2 separate regions of the Oryctolagus cuniculus genome follow, and region 2 is linked to region 1. The links are chromatin contacts, called in public Hi-C maps. All regions are on one chromosome and are shown on one strand. The core of a region is the stretch at or near the end of the contact, and the rest is flanking DNA. Distances in the headings are between cores, read along the strand shown. Region 1 has its middle 480 kb from the start of ADAMTS5. Region 2 holds the start of ADAMTS5 (ADAM metallopeptidase with thrombospondin type 1 motif 5).

Region 1 (5,125 bases), core at 1,339-3,838:
CAACCTGTTAGAATGGCTTTCATACAGAAATCAACAAACAGTAAATGCTGGCTAGGATGTGGGGGAAAAGGTTACCTAATCCACTGTTGATTGAATGTAATCTGGTACAGCCTTTGTGAAAGACAGTATTAAGATACTTCAGAAATCTGAATATAGACCTGTCATATGACCCAGCCATCACACTCTTAGGAATTTACCCAAGGGAAATGAAATCATCATATGAAAATGTTATCTGTAACCCCATATTTATTGCAGCTCAATTTGCAATAGCTAAAATATGGCATTAATTCAAATGTCTATTAACTGTAGACTGGATAAAAAATTGGGGGATATGAACACCATGGAATACTAAACAACAGTAAAAAAAATGCAACAAAATTGATGCAGCCAGAAAACAAACATTATACTTAGTTTAATAAGTCAATCCCAAAAGGACAAATACCATATGTCCTCCCTAATCTGTGGTAACTAACAGAGTACCTAAAAGGAAGTCTGAAATCAAAACTGATACTTTGAGATGTGATGACTTTGTCTCCACTGTTAAGGAACAGGGTTTTTTTATAATATTTGTTGAAACTCAAATGGTAGAGTTAGAAACATACCAGGGGATTCCAATTCAATCCCATCAAGGTGGCATGTACCAATGCCATCTCACTATTCCAAGTGATCAATTTCAGTTCACAATTGATCCTAATGAAAGGACTAAGAGTCAAAGGGAGCACATAAACAAGTCTAGTACCTGCTAACACTAACCGATAGAATAAATAAAGGGGAGAGTGATCCAACATGGGAAGTGAGATACTCAGCAGACTCATAGAATGGCAGATGTCCTAAATAGCACTCTACTTTGCTTCTAATTCCAGTTTCCTACAAATGTGCATGCTGGAAGGCAGCATGGGATGGCTCAAGTAACATCCATGTTGCTTATGAAATAAGAAAACCATGTTTACTTTGTTAATTTCTTAATTATATTTTTAATTTTGTAATTTTAATTTCCTAAATCCTAATATAGTACCTTCATTATTAGGCTTTAGAGTGAGCTATTTAGTATCTCTGAAGAAGTTTTATTGAAGAAAATTGAAATCTTGCTCTGGAAAACAAGGAAATATGATGATTTTGGAAAACAAACCTTGTTACAGTACAGTACTAATCTTTGGATATCTTCCATTGACTATTGTCAAGGCAAGCTCAATTTCAAAGACAAGATGAATTCTCTTGATTAAATCAATATTCATCTCTGACAGCCACTGAGAGAAGATGAGATGAACTCAGGAGCCATAGTTGTACAAAGGGGGCCCCACTGGAGCTAAATATGTATTAGTGTATTTATAATGGCCTAAATCCCACAATCTAGCCAGAGAGTAGATTATATCACAATGGGCACATTTTCAGAGTCATCATCTAAGAAGGCATGCAACTGGCTTTCAGATGATTACCACATAGTCTGTCGGATTTTTAAGGGTTGCATTATATTTTTCAAGTAGTCTTCTCTTTCACCATTTAAAAGAAATACTAGAAAAAAATGCAAGAAATCTATTATTATGCAATCTCTCCCTCCTACTTTTCAGACTGTAGTATTTTGTTTGTTCCTTATTTTTTGCTGGAGGGCACATAACATTTCTAAAGGTTTCTTAGTTAGACATAAGAATCAGATGGCTTTCAGTAGACAAAATGATACGGATAATAAGTGCCATGCATCAAATCAAAACACTTTCCTAATGTTTTTCACCCTGACTTTATTGAAGTTCCATTTGGAAATCCTTTCTGTGCAAACTGGATGTGCTTTTTCAGTGCCAGGGATGACAAAGGTTAAAGAATGCGCCCAGCTGTTTCCCACATGCTGGGCTTGCAGAGCATAGTGTCCAGTTTCCTTCCCTTACTGGTGCCTCCCCTGTGTTCTTATCTGGCTTCACCCCCTCCACTCCCTGAATGACAGCCCTGGCTTGGTTTTTGTGACCCTGGGTAACTGTAATGTAGCAGGTTTTGATAAGAGACAGGATGTGCAAGGGTTCTTCTGAAACAAAATTGTACTAAAAATGCACCACCCAGTTTTGTATACCAGGCACACCCCTAGGTACATGCACATGACTGCCTCAACAATTTCCCAATCACCTGAATAAATAAGAACATGACAGGTAAAATAACATTTTGAAAAGATGAAGAAAGTTCCCATGATTAAATTACCAGGCCACATTAATGGATACCTGTAGGGGAAGGAATTTTGAAGTGAGATTTTTGGTTCAGTATCTTCTCTTCTTTCTGGCTCATGATATCCTGTTTCAGAAAGAGAGATTCAGAGAGACAGAGGGACACACACACAGACACGTTTCCAGACATTAAAATGGGGAAAATAACCTGGATATCCAGAGAAGCTCAATCATATGAGCCCTTCAAAGAAAACTTTCCCTGGTTGGCATCAGAGATTGGTAAGGAAGAAAGCATAAGAGAAAGTCACAAGGCTTGCAAACATGACTTCAGTGTGCCCCTGATTGCTCCTAACTACAGGGCATCAACAGTAAAGACTGACAAAAGGACTCTATGAGACCTGTCCAGTCCCAGCTCACAAAATAAAGAGATGGGAACTACAGACCTATAGTCAACAGGAACTGAATACAGCCAACAGACTGATTCTTTCCCACTGTCTCAGGTAAGCAAACTCACTGTCCTGACACCTAGATTTTAGTCCAGACAGACCTGTGTTTTATTTAGAACCTGTGGCACTCAAACCACTAATTCTGTGGTAATGAGTTACAGCATGACAAGAAGACATATAAGGACAGATAGTTGAATACACACACACACACACACACCCCTCTTAGGATCTCAGCCTAAGATATGGTAAAGTAGAATTAAAGCAGGAGTCCGACCTTGGAGTCCTGACAGGAGACCAGTTAGGCACATTTAAAACCCAAAACTAAATCTTAAAATGAACAAGTGTCTTAAAAATATCATTTAACTTTTTGTGTACTCTCTCTCATCACTCATGAACCTTTGACTAAACGTTAAGAGTTGGTATTCAATAAGGAAGAAATTTATGCAACTTCTCTTTTCTTAGTTTTAAAAGACTTTTTTAAGAGGAAGAAAATATATTCAAATAAATGATTTGACAGTGAATGTAAAAACCATGACATACAGCACCATTCCTATTTGAAAACATGAAGCACAGAGTCATGAAATGTGACTATCTCTGTACTTTCTGGCTTCCCTCCCCCAGAGTAATCACCTCCCACTAATCTAGGAAAATCTGGGAATATAGCACAGGGTAAGAACACTTCATCATGGTAATCAAAGTTCTGGAAATGTGCAATGGAAAAGTAAACATCTCGGCATTGCTTTTATTCTGAGACTCTGATAAAGAATTTTCCCAGCCACCTCATTGATGTTAGGGTGATTGGATAATTCTGAGACAATCTGGTTGGGAACTGAGGTATTGTTGGGTGTCACTTGAAAATTCAGTCTCAACATTATATGAGCCCTGAATCAAACCTAAAGCATGTGCCACGCTGTCCCTGCAGCTAAAAGCTCATAGTTGACCACAGCTGGAATTTGTTGACTGGCAGAAAGCAGGGAAAAGACAGCACGCACTGGGCTATTTTCTAGCCTGGATGAGGCCTGAAATTGCCAAGGGGAATGGCATGGCAAAGACTCTGCTACTGACAGTCTCTGGATCCAGCTTTCTCACCACGACTCTGCCAAAGGAAGCTGGTTAAACTCAGAAAGCACTGTGAAGATCGATTAAGGCAAAGAAGCACTGATTTTATAAGAAGAGGTTAAAAGAATTTTATGTGTGTTATTTGGCTGTGCAAACATGAAATTGCAATATGAAAATGATTAATAAATACTTGCCAGATCCAACTTATTGGGAGGGGGGTTTAGCAGCATCCACTCAACATATTTAAGAGAAATAAATAGAAGAAGCCAAATCATTTCAGACTTAAATATTATTAAAAGGTACAGAGCATAAACACTTTATTCTCACTTAGGGAAAGATTAGAGGATATAATCACTCCTGCCACCCCCAGTGCCGCAGAATGGCTCAAGGGTCTAAATTCCAGACTGCTTCTGAGATGGACTGACTCTGTGCGGATGGAGACGTGCAGATGTGAACACTCAGCACTGCTCCGTTGGGTAAGGCAGAGTGCATTTTGAGGCCAAGCTGATTCACTGTGCCCGTTCGGCACTCAGAGAACACTCTCTAGCCATTTCCAGAAAAGCTGAAAGTTGACCCTGAGTGTTGGCATCAACAATGTCAGCAAGTTGCTGCAGAAAAAAGGATCACATGTCCCTCACAAGTGTGTGCCTCACCAAGTTCCTCAGGCTGAATGCAAAACAGGCTCATTCCTCTGTCTTTCTGCTCCAGTGCAAGGTCCTCATCCCTATGGAAGATGGAGAATCCTCAGATGGTAAAAAACGGAATCCCTGTACTTTCCTACACTGCTTGCAGCATGTAAAAGAATAGACACAGGGAAGGCTGGACAGTCAGTCCCAGTAGGATACCCACCACAAAGCAAAACTGCATAACCAGGGGCCAAACACAAGTTCTTTGCTCTTTCTCTGTCCCCAGAGAGTACAACCTCACTGATTACATCACAAGGCACTAGGGAGCCTGGTTGCTGTTTTGTTGGCTAATCTGTTCTCGAGACCTTGCAAAATGTCTTTCAGATGAGCATGTCACACATTATTTAAAATCCAAGTGAAAATTCTTTGGCTTCCAATTAAAGATAAAGAGAGAGAAAAGATTTTTTAAGATTTTCAGTTAGAAAAGAGTAAGCTTAAGGCATCTGTTGTACACATGGTGAAAATAATTAATAACAATATATTATATAGTTGAAATTGCTGAAATAGAGATTTTGTGCCCTGTCACGATAAAGAAAATGTTTATGAGGTGCTAGAATGTGTCAGTTAGTTTGACTGATCTATTCTTCAATAATTACATACATCAAAACAACATCTTGGGGCCGGCACTGTGGCATAGCGGGTAAAGCAGCCACCTCCAATGCTGGCATCCTATATGGGAGCTAGTTTGTGTCCTGGCTGCTCCACTTCTGATTCAGCTCTCTGCTATGGCCTGGGAAAACAGTAGAGGATGGCCCAGGTGCTTGGGCCCCTGCATGCACTTGGGGGA
Region 2 (5,618 bases), core at 657-3,156, 480 kb after region 1:
TAGGTTTCAAGAGAGTGGACCAATAGCAGATGTTTTTATCCACAGGCAGTCACCTGCATCCTGTAGGTCTCAGTGTCTCTTAGCAGATGTAGGAAGTCGCCTTAGGTGATGTCTAAGATAACTTCTAACTTCTAACATTCTGGAGTGGAAAGCCTTTCTTCCTTTAAGGAAATGTAAAATTATATATCAGTTGTATTCATAAGCATATATTCTATAAATGTAATGGGAATTTCTTATTAAATATAGACAAATAAAACTGTCACATATGATGATGGAGTAATGGAGTAGTAAGCAATTACTCCACCTAGACGTGATTGTGAGTCTATATTTTTTCTATGTTAAAAATAAAATAAAAATGTTGGCCACTTTAACTTGATTTAAATGACTGTCTTTGACATACAGGCATTATTTTTTTTTTCCTGAACATAGAATCTCATCCTAATCCTCTAAAATATCACCAGGTTAGCTTCCTAAAGAGTCCATATTACTTCCCAGAAAAATTTATACTCAAGAAGAAATTTTCTGAATATATAAGAATGCATTCATTATATTTATAAGCTCTAATTAATTCCTTTTCTCATAAATATATGTTCTAATGTGATACACACTTTGGGAACTTTGTTTCTATTCTGTTCTTCAATTTATTTATTTATTTATTTATTTATTTATTTATTTTGACAGGCAGAGTGCACAGTGAGAAAGAGAGACAGAGAGAAAGGTCTTCCTTTGCTGTTGGTTCACCCTCCAATGGTTGCCGCGGCCGGCGCTGATCCGATGGCAGGAGCCAGGCACTTATCCTGGTCTCCCATGGGTACAGGGTCCAAGTACTTGGGCCATCCTCCACTGCACTCCCTGGCCACAGCAGAGAGCTGGCCTGGAAGAGGGGCAACAGGGACAGAATCCGGTGCCCCAACCGGGACTAGAACCCAACCCGGTGTGCTGGCCCGCAAGGCAGAGGATTAGCTTAGTGAGCCGCGGCGCCGGCCTTCTTCAATATATTTATAAATATTTGAATATCTGAGTGGAAATGTCATTCTGCAATTTAACTTTAAAGGTATAAAAATCAGATTCATGTGAGATGTGCAGTGTTTGGGGAAGAGGAAAAAAACTTCATTAAGAAGAAAATTCAGTTGGAGTTTTCTCAAATTTTAGATATATAATCAATAAAAAGAATTATAATTTATTAATTTAATAGCAGTCACCTAAAATGTTTGTCTATCAAATGACCCTTTTATATTAACAGTTATGAAACCATTAAATTTACTGGACCAAGGCTGTTTTATAGATATTGATTTGTATCAAATATTGGATTCTTTTTCACTGGAACTGGTAAAAAAAAATTAAATAAAGTTCGCTATCTGTAGGCGCAATGGAATGACCACTAGAGAGAGCATATGGTCAGCGTAGGCTAGAGGGCTTCTGGCAGAACGGACCACACTGCTGAAACACAGATTATCTTCCTTCCAGCCCTGACCCAGCCAGCTGGTGACACTGCCCTCAGGCAACCAGCCACTGAGAGACCAGGAGGCTATGGAATTTAGAAGCCGCGGTCTACAGCAACAGCAACTTCCTTCATGACTTATGGATATCAAAACCTATCAGGGGCTGGTTGGATGTTCCTGGGTGTCCCGTGATCACTTAATTTATAAATGAGAATGCAACCTCAGGTCAGTTTCATTCCGCCTCTCATTAGATGATTCCAGAGTGGATTCTAGGCACAGAGCAAGCATGGGTGGGGAGTTCTGGAATCTTCTCCCTCCACCTGCCCTGCAGACTGCACACCAGTCCTGGATGCTCAGGTGGACTCCCAGACACAGTAATTGGCTTGGTGACCACTGGGGGCTCCAACTAGCCTCTACACCACCACTTAAGTTAAAAGTAATAGAAACTTTATGCTGGGGTCATTGTTCCCTGGAGGCCTTGGTGAATTAGCCTGAAGAATGATTGGCAGCATGAGGGCTCTGGGCCCTACAGCAATGGATCCTGTAGCAATTACTAGGTAGGGATTAGAAAGCCATTGGTTGACGTTTCCGACTTTCCTCTTAGAATTGATAGAGGACCCAAAAGGAAGTCTACAATGAGTTGCAGTAACAAAAGTGACGATGGCAGCTGCTCCCTAATAAGCAGGGATACTCCTCCACTGAAAGTCAGTCTTTCCCCAGAAAGGAATTTCTGAGGATGACAGTAAGGCCAGGCCTATGGCATTGAGTGGAGTCTTTAGGAGAGGTGTGGTAAAAGCAAATATGGGGACGTATCATTTAATTAGCATTTAAGAATGAAAAAATAGAAAGTGTGAGCACAAATTAATCTTAAAAAAAGCTCAGCTGAATCTCCTTCAAGAATTAACTCCTTCCTATCCTGCCTTCTAAAGCAAAGGAAGTTGCTCTGGGATTAAGGACAGACGGTGGGCACCGGTGCTAAGCACCCAGGAGAGAGGGGCGTTCGCCAGTCTCACACAAAGCCGGGAGTTCCCAGGCCGCCAGCGGCCCTGCCCGCGACACCACAGCGGCGAGCCAGGAAGTGCCCATGTCTGTCCAGCTGTCCTGCCGCTCAGCTGGTGGCCGGCAGAAGTTAGTCACCCGGAGCCCGAAGCCGGCGGCCGTCGGAGCGCAGACCGGCCGCGGAAGGGCGCGGGAGGGACCTGGGTACCGGGACGGCCGGGAGAAGCGAAAGGAGCGCGGGGGCGAGGGGACGCGGTGGGGACGCTGGGCGCCTTTTGCCGGTGGGCGAGCGGTGCTGGGTCTGCAGGGGCCGGGGCGCACGGGCGCGCCAAGGGGAAACACTTACAGCGGGAACTTCCCACCGAGGGCCAGAAAAGCAGGCAGGGAGAGACTTGAAATGTCCCAATAACTTTAAAAACACACCAAAACACTCCTTCAGGAGATGAGGTAAGCGGGGTTAGCCAACTCCGATTGGTTGTGAAATATCAGACAGACCCGGAGCTGCTGTGGCTTTAAATGAGGCCAAGGAAATCTTCTGTTTTTCTTGCCCCAATACTTTTTCCCCTCGCTCTCGCTCCCTCCCTCTCGCTAGCCGGGTCCCGGTCCCTTCCTCCTTCCTGGTCTCCCTTTCCTCGATCAGCCTCCCCCTCCGCCCCTGCCCTCCCCCATCCGATTAGGCGCGGAGCGGGAAGGGTGGGAGCGGTGGGGGAAGCTCTCCCTTTAAGAGGCAGCGTGCAGTGACGAATTGTTGAAATTGCCATTGCAGGATGGCATGCCGCTATAAATTCATTGTTCCACCTCCTCGCATCTTCACAGCGCTCGCAGCAGCCGACTGGGGATGACCGCGGGCAGGAAGGCACCGCAGACCAGGGGACCCCGACGCGCCACCCGCACCGGCTCGCCGCAGGCCGCCCCCTGCGATTTTGTCTTAATTTTTATGGCTTTTCCTCCTCTCTTTCTCCCCTTCCTCCTGGTTCCAGCAGAGCCGAGGAAACCCACAAAATAAGAAAGCAAGTGGGCCCCGGAGCTCGGAACCTCTGCAGCCGGCGGGGACCGAGCGGCCAGGGGGCGGCGGCGAGGCGGCGCGCACCAGTTGCCGGCCCGGTGCGCGGTACCCTCCTTACTTTTCCTGGTGCAAGGAACCTGGCAGCATTGGACTTTTTGTTTGTTTGCTTGTTTCCTCTCCTTTCCACGTATTTGCTGAATCTCCATCACCTGACTTTTTTCTCTCTTCCTTTTTTTTTTACCCCCCATTTTTTTTTTTTTTCCGGAGCTGCAATCCAAACATTTTTCCAAACCAACAAAGAAAAGTTCGCACGCTGGCACCGCGGCCCGGACAGGCAGGCGCTGCTGCCGGTCCCCCCACCCTCCGACACTTGAGTCAACCTTGGGAGCAAGTGTGTGTGTGTGTGTGTGTGTGTGCCCCCACTCCCCGCCCCGGTAACTTCCCTAGCGAATAACAAATACCCATAAGGTCCCGGTCACGCAGCCCCTCCCCGCGGGCAGCGCACTATGCTGCTCTGGTGGGCGTCCTTGCTGCTGTGCGCGTTCCGCTTGTCCCTGGCCGCAGCCGGCACCGCCGCGGCACCTGCCCAGGATAAAGCCGGGCAGCCTCGGGCTGCTGCAGCGGCCGCCCAGCCCCGCCGGCGGCAGGGGGAGGAGGCGCAGGAGCGGACCGAGCCTCCCCGCCATCCGCAGCCGCTGGCGCCTCAGCGCCGGAGCAGTGGGCTCGTGCGGAACATCGACCAGCTCTACTCGGGCGGCGGCAAGGTGGGCTACCTCGTCTACGCGGGCGGCCGGAGATTCCTCCTGGACCTGGAGCGGGATGGTTCGGTGGGCGCTGCTGGCTTCGTGCCCGCAGGAGGCGGGCTGAGCGCACCGCGGCGCCACCGGGACCACTGCTTCTACAGGGGCACGGTGGACGGCAGCTCCCGCTCCCTGGCCGTCTTTGACCTCTGCGGCGGTCTGGAGGGTTTCTTCGCGGTCAAGCACGCGCGCTACACCCTGAAGCCTCTGCTGCGAGGGCCCTGGACCGAGGCGGAGGCTGAGCGAGTGTACGGGGATGAGTCCGCACGGATCTTGCACGTCTACACCCGCGAGGGTTTCAGCTTCGAGGCCTTGCCGCCGCGCGCCAGCTGCGAGACTCCGGCTTCCCCGCCGGGGCCCCGCGAGCGCCCTCCGGCGCACCTCAGCCCTGCCCGACGCGCAGCGCTGGCCCCGCAGCTCACGGACCTGTCGGCTCTCCCGCCGGCCGCCGACGGACCTGGACCACAGACGTGGTGGCGGCGGCGGCGCCGCTCCATCTCCCGGTCCCGCCAGGTGGAGCTGCTCCTGGTGGCTGACTCGACCATGGCGCGGATGTACGGCCGTGGCCTGCACCACTACCTGCTGACCCTGGCCTCCATCGCCAACCGGTTGTACAGCCACGCCAGCATCGAGAACCACATCCGCCTGGCCGTGGTGAAGGTGGTGGTGCTGGGCGACAAGGACAAGAGCCTGGAGGTGAGCAAGAACGCGGCCACCACGCTCAAGAACTTCTGCAAGTGGCAGCACCAGCACAACCAGCTGGGCGACGACCATGAGGAGCACTACGACGCGGCCATCCTGTTTACTCGGGAGGTAGGTCCAGCAGGGGTGGGTGCTCCCAGACAGCGAGGAGGAGGTAGGTGACTGTTTTGCTGGTAGCTTTGCTTCTCCCGCTAACCGTCCCTCCGCTGTGGATTCGCATAACTAACCGCTCCTGCAGGACACCCCGCCACGCTCCTACTCTGCTCCTGTGTGCACATTAGCCCCAGCAGCAGTGCCTGGCTCAATGGCGACTCGACCTACCTAGGCAGTCAGTCAGCAGTCATGCTGGGCATTACCCAGTCTGAGGTGTGGTGGCGCAGGTGCATAAGCATGGCTGAAACCTTTAGGGAGTTCAATGGGAAGAGGGAGATGCGACATTGCCTGTGAAACCTTTCCAGTGAGACCTGAAATATCACTTTGTCCAACCTAACAGAAGGGGCTCGGTGATTCAGCCCTGGTGGTCACTTTCATCTGATGCCCTTCCTTCCTGAATGTCCCCCTGTCTTCTTACTTGAACCTTTTCTGCAACGCAAGTAGAGGGCAGACTTTCCAAAGGACTCCTTGTCCAATCACGCTTCCTAATGGAATTCTCATAGGTCCGCCTTGGAA

Evidence for each region. A called contact is a pair of places that touch in the nucleus more often than the background predicts.
Region 2: a Hi-C map of psoas muscle shows a contact between it and region 1, with 2.4 times the contacts expected there. The contact joins the promoter of ADAMTS5 here to the enhancer-like site in region 1. A contact is called at or near these places in 2 of 6 Hi-C or Micro-C datasets (psoas muscle and an unstated tissue).

What each region holds. Positions count from the first base shown.
Region 1 is chr4:18,358,378-18,363,502 of mOryCun1.1, forward strand. No RefSeq gene overlaps it. Among named protein-coding and RNA genes, the nearest start is that of ADAMTS5, 480 kb to the right of the region's middle. Within about 2 kb of position 2,589, at least 3 of the 8 cell types and tissues checked have an H3K27ac peak or open chromatin away from gene starts, as enhancers often do.
Region 2 is chr4:18,839,566-18,845,183 of mOryCun1.1, forward strand. It overlaps ADAMTS5 (ADAM metallopeptidase with thrombospondin type 1 motif 5), which reads left to right and starts at 1,907. Exons shown (of 8, transcript XM_002716775.5): 1 at 1,907-5,060. The coding sequence starts at 3,954.